Regions from separate parts of the Sus scrofa genome. Here region 2 is linked to region 1. Evidence: chromatin contacts called from public HiChIP or PLAC-seq data. All regions are on one chromosome and are shown on one strand. Each heading gives the region's core, a stretch centred on a gene start, on an enhancer-like site or on the middle of the called end of the contact. The rest is flanking DNA. Distances are from core to core; before and after follow the strand shown. Region 1 holds the start of KIAA1614. Region 2 holds the start of IER5 (immediate early response 5).

Region 1 (7,046 bases), core at 1,967-4,466:
ACGAGCTGTCCAGGTCTCCCTGTGTGACTGGACCATCCTGCAGCGGGTATGGCCTTCCTTTCCTCGGGCTGGGCATGTATGTGGTTTTGGGACAGGAACTCGGGCCCCCAGGCTGGCCTGCAGGGACCCTGTGCATGGGGCTCTCTTGCCCAGAGCCAGGCCCTGGCAGCAGAGCCCTGTCACAGTCAGGCAGGGGCCGTAGCACTTCTGGAGGCCGCGGGCTCCTCCTGTTCCAGCACTCGAGCCCAGGGGCAGGCGACCGGGGGGGCCCGGCACCCCCGTTCCCGGCAGACTCCTCAGTGACGCTGCCGTCCAGTGGCCTGTCGTCGTGGTTCTGAGCATGGAGGGCCATCCCAGCATCGGGCAAGCAAGACCCCTCTGCCGGGGTCCTGGGTCCACCCACCTTGACGCGCCTGCCTTTGGGTTTCTTGAGGGATGGCCGCTCCTGAGAAGGGAGGCCGGGGCCTGCCCCCTGTTTGCCTGTCATCTTCTCCTTCAAGGCCCTCACCTTGGACTCCAGCACAGAGGGGCCTTGGAGCTGTGTCCCCCACACCCTGGGAGGCTGGGGAGCCATGGGGCTGGGTGTCCTGTCTTCTCGAGGACAGGGCCAGTGTCTTGGGAGGTGTCCGTTCTCTGGCTGTGGCTCAGGGCCACTTCTCTCCACAACTGAGGTCACCTCCATGGAGCTGGCTGTTCGACTCCCTATTTGGGGTCCTCTGGAGAAGAAAGCAGACAGAGCTCCTTAGACCCAGCACAGGGCGAGCTCCAGAGAGCGGGGTCCCCAAAGTGCCTCAATATAGAGCCCTGTTTTGAGGAAAATAACTTGGGGTCAGAGCAGAGAATGCCCCCTAGGTCATGCGGAAACATCTCAGAGAGTATAAATCATTGCATGGTACAAATAAGTTATTACTGAGGTTTTTCTTCCAAGTCTGAAGAGTGTTCTCAGTTTTTTCCACCCCCATGTTACAGGTGGGGCACAATGAAGCTTCTGCCCAGCGTGGACCAGAGTGAAAATGGGGGCCAGATTCCCCCGTGCCTGGCCTCTTACTTTGCTGACAGGTGTCAGGCCTCAGGGAAGGATGTCAACATTGGCTAATAGCCAGCAAGCTCTTCCCTTTCCAAGGAGCGCCATTGCCGAGGATGGACCGAGGAAGGTGCCACCCAGGAATCTGACCCTCTGCTGGAAGGTGTCCCCTTGGCACAAACCATAGGACAGCCACATGGGGCTGTGCCCACACGGTAGCCAGGATCAGGCACCAACCCCTACCAGCATCTGCTCTGTGCCAGGCATGCCTGCCAGCACTTTCTAATATACTCTCTAAAATATTCCTCGTGCAGTTCTGCTGGAACAGGAGCATTATCCGCATTTTCCAGAGAACCAGAGATACAGAGAGATCAGGTGACACAGGTGCTGGGGAGGCCGGGAGGAGAGTGCAAAGCTTCCCCTCCCAAGGCCAGGTCTCTTTAGCACTCATGACCATTCACTCTCACACCCCTTCTTACAAGAATATTGGTCTAGAAAGGTTAAGTGACTTGTCCAAATTACACAGCTCCTTGATGCCATGGTTGATATGTCTTCACAGGGAATAAAAGTGAGCTGGGAACTTATTCCCCAAGCTATCCTATGCACACATACACGCCACAAGGTCTTAATATTTATCCTGCTCTCTGAGAAACTGCTCCTTAAACGCTGTACATCTAGATTTGTCCCACTTGAAGTAAACAGCATGTATAAAATCCATATTTAGGAGTTTCCACTGTGGCACAACAGGATCGCGCAGGTTCGATCTCCGGCCCAGCATAGTGGGTTAAGGATCCTGTGTTGGGATCTGATCCCTAGCCCCGGAACTCTATATGCTGAAAGGTGGTCAAAAAAGAAAAAAAAAATTATTTTTATTTTATTTTATTTTTTTTCAGGGCTGCACCTGTGGCATACGGAAGTTGCCAGTCTAGGGGTCGAATTGGTGCTGCAGCTGCCGGCCTATGCCACAGCCATAACAACACAGGATCCAAGCCACATCTGTGACCTATCCTGCAGCTTGCTGCAAAGCAGGATCCTTGGGGAGTTCCCATCATGGCGCAGTGGTTAACAAATCCGACTAGAAACCATGGGGTTGCAGGTTCGATCCCTGGCCTCACTCAGTGGGTTAAGGATCCGGCATTGCTGTGAGCTGTCATGTAGGTCGCAGGCGCAGCTCAGATCCCGCGTTGCTGTGGCATAGGCTGGGGGCTACAGCTTCGATTAGACCCCTAGCCTGGGAACCTCCATATGCCATGGGAAGCAGCCCTAGAAAAGGATTAAAAAAAAAAAAAAAAAAAAAAAGCAGGATCCTTAACCCACTGAGAGAGGCCAGGGATGTAATCCACATCCTCATGGAAACTAGTCAGGTTCTTAACCCACTGAGCCACAGTGGGAACTCTGGAGAAAACATTTTAAAAATCCATACTTACATAAGTTACAAGTTAGGAATTAATATAGTTACTTCATATATTGACTAAAGATTCACTGCAGGATTCTCTTAAATGCCAAGTCCCTCTATGGTCATTTATGATGATTCAATTTATACATGTTTCAGGAAGGCACATAGTTCATAAAGCAAAATACACACAGGAGTGTGAATGTCACATCATTTTAAGCCAGTGAAGTTTAAGCACTATCTCTGGAAGGATGGATCACTTCCTGGACCAGTTAATCAAGAATTTATCAACTAGGTCTCTGCAGCCGACCACTGATTCCACTCTTCTGTGGTTCAGTCCCGAAAGCAGAGGATGTGAACGTAATGGGGAGCAATTTCCGTTCCCCTAAAAGAATTCTCTTTCAGGTCAACTCTGGAAGCGCATTCCAGAGATCATCCATCTCTGGAGACCTGAAGGAGGAGACCTTCCACTGGGGAACCGTGGGGGTACCGACCAGTCTGCGGCCCAAATGCTGGACTCGCTCCAACCGGGAGGGGCTGAAATGAGGGTGGACGTGAAGGCTGGGCTTCCCCCGCGACCCTTCCTTCGGTTTCCCCTCGGGGGGTCCCGCACCTCCGGCCCGCCCGGCGCCTCACCTCCTCCGTACTCACTGAAGGCTGCCGCCGGCGGGTCGGCCCGCCGCCTCCATGCCCTCCATCCCCGGGAGAAGCGAGGCCCTTCGCTCGCTCGCTCTCCTTCCCTCCCAGGCCCGCTTCGGGGACCCGGGCGCGCGGGCTCCGGCCGGGGCTCCGGGAGCGCGGCCCGCAGGCCTCGGCCCTCGGGGCGCGCCCGGCTCGGCTCCCGGCTCTGCGGGCCGCCCCGGGGTCCGGGTGAGGTGGGGCCCGAGGCGCCGCCCCGCGGGCCGCGGCCGCCCTCCGGGTGCGGGGAGAGCGCGCCGGGTGGGCCGGGAGGGCAGGCAGCGGCATGGGCTGCTAGCTCATGGCTGGGCCACGAAGGGGGGAGAGGCCAAGCCCCGCGCCTTCCCGGCCGGGACGGGAAGAGGGAGCGGGAGAGCAGAGAGGAGGGGCGGCGGAAGGGGCTGGAGGAGCGGCCCTCGCCCCCACCCGGCCCGCCCGCCGCCCTCCGCGCTCGCCGCGGCCTGGGTGCCGGCCGCCCGCGCCCCGCCGAGCTGCCCCTCTCGGCGGCGGGGGCGCCGGCGGCGGCGAGCGAGGCCCCCAGACGTCCAAGCAGGGAGCACGGCCGCGAGTCTGGGGTCTCGGATGGGTCACGAGTCGGGGGCGGCCTTCCGGGCCCCCGGACCTAAGCCCTCGTGGTCCGCCTCGCCCCGTCTGCCCGGAGAGCGCCTGCAGCCGAGACTTCGGGAGGGCGCGGCCGTGCGACCAGCCAAGGCTGCGAAAACACCACGTTCTTCCCGAGGGTCGCGGGAGGGCGGGTAGCCCTCCACCCGGGCGTGGGGAGGAGGCTGGGCCGTCGGCTGTCGGCAGCGGGGTGGAAGCTGAGGAATGCCCTTTGTTGGGACAGCTTTTCCGGAGGAGTCGCCCTCTGCGAGGGGCCGTCTCCTTGGAGGTCAAGGTCATTTGTTTCCTCTTTCCAGCGGCACCAGAGAAACCCGAGGGGACGCGAGTTCCCTCAACGTGTTCTGCTAAGGGGGGAGCCAGGTGCCCGCATTGGCAGTCATCTTGGGTAGGAGACCGGTTCTCGGGGCTCCTGGGGACTCCAGACGTGGAAAGAGGCGCAAAGGACTTTACCTGCAGCTGTGGCCCCAGCCAAAGGGAGTTTCTGAATTTCCTTTGAGGGAGGGGTGAGCCTCAACTGTTTTTTGGGGTTTTTTTGGTCTTTTTCTAGGGCCGCACCCGCGGCATATGGAGGTTCCCAGGCTAGGGGTCTAATCAGAGCTGTAGCGCCAGCCTATGCCACAGCCACAGCCACAGCAATGCCAGATCCCAGCTGAGTCTGGGACCTACACGACAGCTCATGGCAATGCCGGATCCTTAACCCACTGAGCAAGGCCAGGGATCGAACCAGCAACTTCATGGTTCCTAGTCGGATTCGTTAACCACTGCATCAGGAAGAGAACTCCCTCAACCGTTTTCAAATCTATTTTCCACCAGGAAACAGTAAGTTAGGACCCAGGAGATTCCGGAAATCTCTATAAAGGGAAAGTGCTGGCTCATCTTTCCTTCTGCCCAAAGGCTTCGCTCTCAAGCCTGGCCACTCTGCTATTTGCACTGATTCGTGCTAGGGTCGCCTCGTGATAATAGGCGTAGCAACAGTAAGGACCTCAGGGTGACCCCGCAGGGAGCAGGGGTGGGTGGCAGGGAAGTGTGGTAACCAGCCAGCCCAGGCCCCCCCTTGAGTTAGTAGGAGTTACCCCGCAGAAGGTGGGGACAGGGGCAGGGCAATAGCACCCCGCCAGGCCTGAGAGCAGCTGTTTGGGTAGCTGTGGGAGTGGGGAGGACTAGCTAATTTAGGAACCTGGGAGATTATCTAGGCCAAACCTTCTGCTACAGAACAGGCCCAAGCTCACGCAGCTCTGGGACAGGTGGTCTACAGAGTCAAAGGTAGGGCCCTTGCAAATAACACCCTCCCGGCTCCATATTCTCAGGGTAAGTAGTTGCTCCAATAGGGAACTTACCACTCTGTGCTTATTAGTACTGATCACTTCAGTAACTAGGACTAGTTATGGAGGGCATCCAGTGCACCTGGCCTTGGGTTAAGCACCTTACACTCCTTATCTCAGATTGCGGCCTTAAGAGATGGGTACTCTTTATTGTCTCCTTTCTACGGATGAGGAAACTGAGTCAGGTGATCTGCCCAAGATCATAGAGCTAGTAAGTCCAAGACCCTCACATTAACCACATAGCAGAGTGCTGTCGCCAGCAGTCACGTTCAACTTGGAAAGGTTTTGTTAAAAAAAAAAAAAAAAAAATCCAGGAGTTCCCGTTGTGGCGCAGCAGAAACAAATCCGACTAGGAACCATGAGGTTGCGGGTTCGATCCCTGGCCTTGCTCAGTGGGTTAAGGATCTGGCGTTGCCATGTCTACACTGCACGTGCGGCTTGGATCCTGCGCTGCTGTGGTTGTGGCGTAGGGTGGCAGCTGTAGCTCCAATTCCACCCCTAGCCTGGGATCCTCCATATGCCGCAAATGCAGCCCTGAAAAAAGCAAAAAAAAAAAAAAAAAAAAAAATCAAAAAAGTTGTAAAATGCTGTGATAGTCAAAATATGCTGCCACGGTGGTCCTGCCCTTCCTTTCTGGATCCTTTCTCCCTACCTGTTCTGCCAGCCCAGGGAAACTCCTGTAAACCTCAAAAGGCTCCTTCCTCTCCTCCACCTGCGTTGTCACCCTACCAACAACACTGCTGTTACTGCTTATTACTGGGGACCTCCTTTGAGGCAAGGCATTCTACGGAGAATCTTTTCCATCTTTAAAACAAGCCTGCCAAGGAGGTGCAGTGTGTCCCCACTTTAGGAATATGAAAGTCAGGGTACGGAGAGGTTACAGGGCTTGCCCAAGGCCACACAGCTAGTACAGCCAGAATCTGAATCCAGTTCTGTCTGGATCCAAAAGCTTCTGCTTGCTTCCTCTTTTTAGAGGCAACACTTTGGAGCTCAGATTCATAGAGGTTCTGGCTCCATGACTGCTGCTCCCGCCCCTCCCCCAGAAGTTAATGATCTGTAAGGCAAGGTTCTGAAAGTTCTAGCAAAAGCTTAATATTTAAAGAAAACCCGCCCCCGACCTTTAAAATGCAAATAATCCCCTTTTGATTTCGTCAATACATTTGTTATTTTGCACTTATTATAGGGGGATGAGGTGTCCTATCTCTATAGAAGCTTTAAAGGCACCTGTCCTATGAACACCCACAAGCAAATCGTTGGAATGCTGTTAAATTATCTGGGCTTTCGCGTGTCTGAGGGCACTTCTCATTCACGTGCATTCTGTGTGGTTCAGCAAAGATCTCTGGAGCTCCTACCAAGTACCAGGCACCAGGAGACAAAATGTGCCCTGCCCTTGAGGAATTTCTGGTCTAGTTGGTGCTGGGGCAGGGCAGGTGCGTAAACTTTCCATGTAAGTGGTCCCGTCAAGGTCAGCAGAGTGGAGGTGTGGGTGGTTCATGGGAAGAGCTAGGTTGAGATGTGTGTTGGGTGGGCGGGGCTATCACGGAGAGCGAGGACTTGCAGAAAGAGCAGGAATTAGCCAGACAGAGGGGGAGGGGTGGGAGAAGGCCTTTCAGCCGGCCAGATTAGCATGAACACAGGCAAGGAGGTGTGAAACTGCCTGGTTTAAGCGTTAAGTGTAAATTAATCTGGGAAAGGCTGGGGGTGAGATGAGGCTGCAGAGCAGGAGCCTGGCTTAGGCTCCATCCTTTGAATTGGGAGTCCCTGGAGGGTGGTCTGTGCCAGGCCTTCCTTGGCCCTTGAGCATGGCACCTTTCTGGGCCAGGGAACTGCCTTATTTCTTTGGGTATCAATCAGACTCTTTCATGACTATCTTTTGGAGAGAAATCTAGGAGGAACACGCATATCTGGCAAATAGCAATCACAGAGCCCCCTTCCTCCATTCGAACCACCCAGGAAATCCACCATCCCAGGGAGCCTCGTTCCCTTTCGTCTGGGGATGAAAACACAA
Region 2 (6,804 bases), core at 3,375-5,874, 150 kb before region 1:
ACAGGCTTAAAAAGACAGAGTTGAAACGTCTTGTACTAAAACTTACCACCTTTATTCACTATCCGTGTGATCTTCTTGGAGTACTTGTCAAAAAGCACTTTCAACATCTGGTTTTCATATGACGGTCAAAAAATTTTTCTTTCTGGACCAGACCTCAGGTTAATTTGATCAAAATCCTAGTCCCTCCTAGAGTGGTCAAAGAAATGGTTAGGTACCAAAACTATGGTTCGTTTCTAGTCACACTGAATCTGATTTAGTTGTGTGTTGATAACCCCATCCTGGCACTGGGAAGTCTCTTTTCCAGGACCTATCAATTAACACAGCTTAAGAAACCTTCTATGCCCAAGCAATTCAGGCTAAAAATAACTCTGTGGGCTATTTTTTTCTCTAGGCATCCACAGAAAACATTTGTATGTCAACAAGTTCTTGCTCCTTGAGTGTTTTCACTCCTGCTTACTCCTCCCTGAAAGCAGAGCTGTTTGATACAATCAGGAAAGTCACAGGGTTGGTGTGAGACACACAGAACAGCAAAACTGTTCTGACTAAGCTCTATGGACTGCCAAGTGCCCAGAGAAAAGCAAGAATAAAAGAACCCAAAATTCTCGCATAGGATAATTTTAAAATAGACTCTGCTTCCCTTTCTTACAAATATACATAATTCTTTGACTCTAATGGATCTGATATATACACAGAACTTCTACATTAGCAACTAAAATTGAGTGCTTACCATGTATGAGGTACTTTAGGGGCATCGACATTAATTATCACAACCTTATGAGGTGGGTACAGTTATCTCAATTTCATATCTGAAAAAACTGAGGCACAAAGAGATGAAGTAACCTATCCAGGGTCCCTCAGCTAATAAGTGGTAGATGCAAGAAGTCTGGCTTCAGAGTCCAGCTCTCACCATGACATACTGCCCCTGTGACAAAACAAACAAAAAACCAAACAAAAAAAAAGATCTTTTCTGATTTCCTACAAAGCTATAGTTCCCTAACGATCAAATATGTCCATGTACCCTCTCTAAATGAAGCAGACTCATGGTCCCATGGTTCATCCCAATGTGAAAACAAAGATCGATGGGAATTTTCACCTCATCCAAAATAACTCTCTTAAACACACCAAATGTTACCCTCTTTCAAACATAAAAATGTACTGAGATAGCTGTTCGGGCATAATAATTACTTTCTAGCAACAGGAAATGTTTGCAAAATGAAGGTCCTGGACACCTTCAGTTTAAAGCTGTCAGCACTCAATGGATCTCTGGAGGCTGTAACAGAATTTAAGCAGATAATCTCTGAAAGAAAAACTAGTCAATTTTAACAAGACCCTGATTACAGAATGTTTAATTCTATACATAGTATTTATGCTTCAGCATAAAGTAGAAAGTTCCTTAGGCTTAATGGATCACTAACAGATTTATAAAAATATCAAAACACTGGCCTACTCAGCTATGACAAAAGTTCACATAATCAGGACTTATCCATAGGCCTCTCCTTTTGCTCAAAAGCCACACTTTCTTAAAGTGTTCTCTAATCTTTCCTCAATTTCTCCCCTCTTAAACTCCCATGTATTCATAAGCTGTTATAGACCAATTCCATCCTTTAAAGTACTAGCAACCATATTTTATGACACCATTCTCTAGTTGATTTGCTTCTGATATAAATTCAAATATTGTCTATTTCACCTTAGACAAAAAACTCTTAAATGTAGCAACTGTAGTAAAAAAAAGAAAAAAAAAATCAATGGATGACTTGGCTGTCATCACCTAAGTGTTTACCATGACCCAAACACTGATGTCACCATTAGGTGACAAGAGCGAACCAGATTTTGTTAAGTTAAAATTGCCTAGCCCTCCTTCCTTACCCAGTTTGACACAAGCAATTTCCATTTACGAATGCATTTACTCTCTACAGATGTAATTAAAAAATTTTTTTTTCAAGCATTGACAATTCCATCCTGACATCCACTGGAATGCAGAGAGTAGACATGACCAGCTGGGCAAGTCAGTCTCCTCAGCTTCCCTCACATCAGGTTTTTTCTGTAGCAAAAGATGACCCATGTTGTATAACAGGAAACAGAGTATTAATGAGAAACATTTTTGTGGATGGGAAGGGCTTCACAGGTTGGCACTTAGGTTAATTTAATATTAGACACTGTCAGATTGGGCTGTAAAAAATCAAATCCCCTGACTTTAGAAAAGGCAGGTGCAGTGGCAGGTTTCAAGAAACTGGCAGCCCACTGACATTAGTATCTAACAGCAGTCCTTTGATGTAGGGGAGAAATCTTAAACGTGTTGCTTCTGATACTTAAGAAGTCAACAAACAAGGTCCCCAGTCTGTCCACGACTGGTATTAAGAACCACACCTTCAATTTTCCAGCCGGAGCACAATTCCCCTCCGCCCACATCCCTCCCAAACCAGACAGGTGATTCCAGACAAGGAGACAGTGAAGTTGCTTCAAAATATTTAATACGTGTTAGACACGTAAAGTTACATTTTTATACAAAAATCAATACAACGAAGGAGAAAATACTGTACAAAAACCTTGTCAGCTCCCCCAACCTTTATACAACAAAGACTGGAGTCACTATCTACAAAACCATAACGTCTTTCCACTTAGGGCTTGTCTGTAAACTTTGTTTCCTTAAACACTTTTTAAAAGCACTGTGTAGTAGTTCTGATCTAGAGATTTTACAAAATAAATCTTTTCTCTATAAGCTCCATATTTCCAAGCTTGATCTCTTCTGTGAAGTGCATCAGGCTTTTTTTCCCCCTGTGGGGAAGACAAGGGCCGCTAACATTCCCCTTTTCCAGAGTAATCACAGGGTATAAACGCTTCTTCAGAGAGCAAGGTGGGGAGGGAGAGAAATAATACACGTTTCTACTCCAGACGAAATCCCTCCAAGTCGTAGGAAATCCTGTGAGGAAACGCCACTCCTGGCCCCGGTGCGGTGCTAGCTTTCATGTGAAGGGTGTGTGTAAAGTCCCTTCCTCCCCCGAGAACGAACGGGGAACTCCCCGGGGCCCGGCCTTTTGAGCCGCTTCCTTCTCCGCGCTGCGGGCAGAGGAAAGTCCCTGTCTGCCCCCAGTCCCCTACGCCCCGGGGAAGGCGTGTGGCATTCGGGGGGGACAAAATAGTCTCAACTCAACAAGACAAAGTGACATACACAGACACAAAAGTCCACGATCGTCCTCTTCCAATAAGCCCCGTACTCCCGAGTCTCAAAAGCAGACCCGGGAGGCACGGCCCAGCCGGCCGCCAAGCTCAAGGGCAGTCTGTGCCGCCCGGCGGCACCCGATTTCCCCCTCGCGCTCGGCGCCGACCGTCTCGGGGGCGTCCTCGCAGCCGGGAGGGGCCCAGCCCTCTCGTCGGGACGCCCGCTGCTCAACCTCCTTCCCGGACGGAGACCCCGGGGGCTCAGAAGGCTACGATGGCAGTGCTCCAAGGGTTAATGTCTCTCAGCACCGGCTTATCGCAGCAGATCTGCCCGGGCTCGGCGGTTTCCGGACCGCTCTCCTCTCCCTCCGCTTCCTCCCGGCCGCCCCCGGGGCTTTTCCGTAAGAGTCCTGAGAAGCTGGAACCGAAGATGCTAATGAGGTTGGCCACGTTACCGGTCTCCATCTCCTCCGCCTCCTCTTCCTCCTCCGCGGCCGCCCCGCCCGCCTGTTCCTCTAAGTTCCGGCGGGGTTTCTTGAGCGGGGTCGAGCCGGGCACCGGGCAGCCCGCCGGGCCGCCGCCCACCCCCGCCGCGCCGCGCTTCCTGGGGCAGAGGGGGGGAGGCGCGGGAGGCTCGTCCCCGGCCGGACGCGGCGCGCGGCAGCCGTCCACGCGGGGGTTAGCGCTCGGCGTGTCCTCGTCCCCCGGGGGACAGCCGCAGGGGTGGCGTGCTGCCCGGGGCCCCGCGGGGAAGACGTCCGAGGCTCCAGCAGGGCCCCCGGCCCCTACGACCGCTGTGTCTCGCGGTCCCTCCACGCGGCGCCAGGCAGCTTCCGCCGCCTCCGCCTCTCGGCCCTGAAGAGTGTCCCCGGCGCCCGGCTCCGTGGCAGCGGGCTCCGCGTCATCCGCCCGTGGCACTTCTGGGACGGCAGGGCGCTCCGGCTGCGGCTCAGGCTCTGGCCAGGCGGCTCGGGCAGCCGGCGGGGGCGGCTCCCCCCAGCCCGCGGGTGGCCCGGCTGCCGGCTCCCCGGGCTGCTGCGGCGGCGCCGGGACCCCGGGGTGGCCGGTCAGGTAGAGGCCGGGGCACGGGTCGCTCAGGTAGACCTGGCGGGCACTGCGGAGCACCAGCGAGACCAGCAGGTTCTTGTGCAGCTTGATGCCGCCGCGCTGGACCCGCGAGTTGTAGATCTTGCCCAGGGAGATGCTGACGATGCGGTGAGCCTCCAGCTTGAACTCCATCCTGCCTCCCCTTTCCCAGGGCTGGCGCGGGGGTGAGGGGGTGAACCCTAGCCCACGTTCCGAAGCTGAGACGGAAACGAGAGGCGTCAACAAGTTCGTCGCCTCTGGGGTTGACCCTCGATTTCTTCTGACTCCGAAGAGAAACGACTCTGGCAACACACTCTCTCTTGCTCCCGCGCCCTCCCCACTACAGACCAGCAGCCAGTCTCGGGTCCGGTCGCTAACTGAGGGCCTCCCGGCCGCCAGGCGCCTTATAAAGGCGCCTCGATAGCCAATCGCGAAGGGCCGCCAACCGTTCCGGGGCCGGTCGGCGCGCCCTCGTGCGCCGCGCGCGGCCAATCGGAGACCGAGGAGGGGCGCGGGGGCCATTCGAACGTTAGTCCCGCGGAGCAGGCTCTTAAAGGGGGCGACGCGCGCCACTCGCCCACCGCCTAGTCCAGGCCAGTTCTCTGAGCGTGGTTGACGGAGAGCAGGGGGAGTTCTTGGTTCGTCAAGATTCTGGCTTGTGTGCTGCTCGCCAGAACCAAGGCGAACTAACCTTTCAGACTTTCATCTGAGTATGGCGGTGGACTTTGCTCTGCTTCCCTAATCAGCCGGATCCTTCCCTGATCAGCCCTCCTCCCTCTCCCGCCACTGTTTCCTAGGCGGCACACACCTGTAAGCTACCCGGCAGAAATGCGACGACGGCAAAACGCGGCAAAGGATACCCTTATACTAATAGCGTTACTACAAGACATTAATTTTGGGTAAGTCCCCTGCCTCCAAGAGGCACATGCATTCTTGAGCACTTGTCAATTTAGGCTCTGAAGACAGAAAAGGGGGGTTCTAAAAGTTACAGGAGTTCCAGTCGTGTCTCAGCAGTAACGAACCGAACTAGTATCCATGAAGAGGAAGTTCGATCCCTGGCCACGGTCAGTGGGTTAGGATCCAGCGTTGTCATGAGCTGTGGTGTAGATTGCAAACGCGGCTGGGATCTGGAGTCGCTATGGCCGTGGGGTAGGCCGGCAGCTGTAGCTCCAATTTAACCCCTAGCCTGGAAACTTCCATATGCCGCAGGTGCGGCCCTCAAAAGCAAAGATAAATAAATTAAATAAATAAGAAAATAAAAGTCCCCAAATTTCTGACTTCTTATCAAGGCTTTGTGTCTAGGAACAAAGTTTTTGGTTCTCCACTAAAGCTAGCCTACCACTTTGTTCTTTAGATTCTAGAACCAACACAGTTGTTACATCAGTTGAAAATAAAAATAGTACAAGTTCTGCACAATGATTTTTCCTGAACAGGAGGACTGACAAAGTCCACCCTTGGAAAAATCTAACAAGTTCTAAAAATACAAATAGAGAAGTCCTGTGTTCCCAACATGATGTCATTATTTTATTTTGTGTCAAGGTAAAACTATAGGGGAAGAGTGTTCTGGAATTTTCTGGTCAGTCAACAACTTACACCACAGGATTGTCCAGGGTCCTAGACTGGGTTCCTGGAGAGTCAGTTAAAGTTAGTCCCACCAAAACTCCACCACAGACCTGACCTGCCTGAGGACTCTGGGTAAATAACCTCAGGATCCTTTAGTTTCTCCAGTTCTGAAAAGGAGACATTACATACACAATCTGCTCTATTATGCAGTGTCTTCTGATAAAAGACAACTCGCAGCCACAATCTGAATCATAAAACTAAACAGATTAGAGTTTTCTTGGAGTCCATGTGGAACATTGGCCTGATCTTGCACTAGGGCTTGGCCAATCGGAGTGTTTAGTTAGAAATACTAGTGAAAGGGGGTCTTGATTATAGCCAATTGACAATCTAGAAGCCTCCAAATGATGTGATCCCTCAGGTAATTATCTATTCCCACAACTTAATGAAATGATGACACTAGTCCATGAGACCCAGAGTTGCTCCTCTCTAGCAAAGAGAGAAAGAAGGAGATAAAATAATAACATAAATAATTACAAAAAGCAAGCTGCATGTTTTGAGTAATAGCATGAGAGGAGTTCCTGTCATGGCTCAGTAGTTAACGAATCTAACTAGGAACCATGAGGTTGCAGGTTCGATTCCTGGCCTCGCTCAGTGGGTTAAGGATCTGGCATCGCCGTGAGCTGTGGGGTAGGTCACAGACGTGGCTCAGGTCCCATGTTGCTGTGGCTCTGGTGCAGGCCGGCGGCTACAACTCCAATTAGACCCCTAGGCTGGGGACCTCCATGTGCCACAGCTGCGGCCCTAGAAAAGACCAAAAAAAAAAAGCATGAGAAATTTTTTCTTCTATTTTATCTTTCTTCGAGAGCTAGTTGTCACTATAAAACACTAACAGCGCAGGCTCTGAAGACAAGCTTCCCGAATTGGAATGCCAGCTCTACTTTTTACTTGCTATGTGACCTTTGGAAAATTACTTCACTTCTCTGTGCCTTGGTCTTT

The links. HiChIP or PLAC-seq counts read pairs in DNA pulled down with a chosen protein or histone mark.
Region 2: a contact with region 1 is called in an H3K27ac HiChIP or PLAC-seq map of skeletal muscle. The contact joins the promoter of IER5 here to the promoter of KIAA1614 in region 1. A contact is called at or near these places in 1 of 5 promoter capture datasets (fetal skeletal muscle) and 1 of 2 datasets of contacts at active chromatin or transcription factors (skeletal muscle).

What each region holds. Positions count from the first base shown.
Region 1 is chr9:122,480,219-122,487,264 of Sscrofa11.1, reverse strand. KIAA1614 reads right to left here and starts at 3,216. Exons shown (of 10, transcript XM_021063756.1): 1 at 3,069-3,216; 2 at 1-716. The coding sequence starts at 3,115.
Region 2 is chr9:122,631,601-122,638,404 of Sscrofa11.1, reverse strand. It overlaps IER5 (immediate early response 5), which reads right to left and starts at 4,624. Exons shown (of 1, transcript NM_001258436.1): 1 at 2,455-4,624. The coding sequence starts at 4,398. The coding sequence ends at 3,421.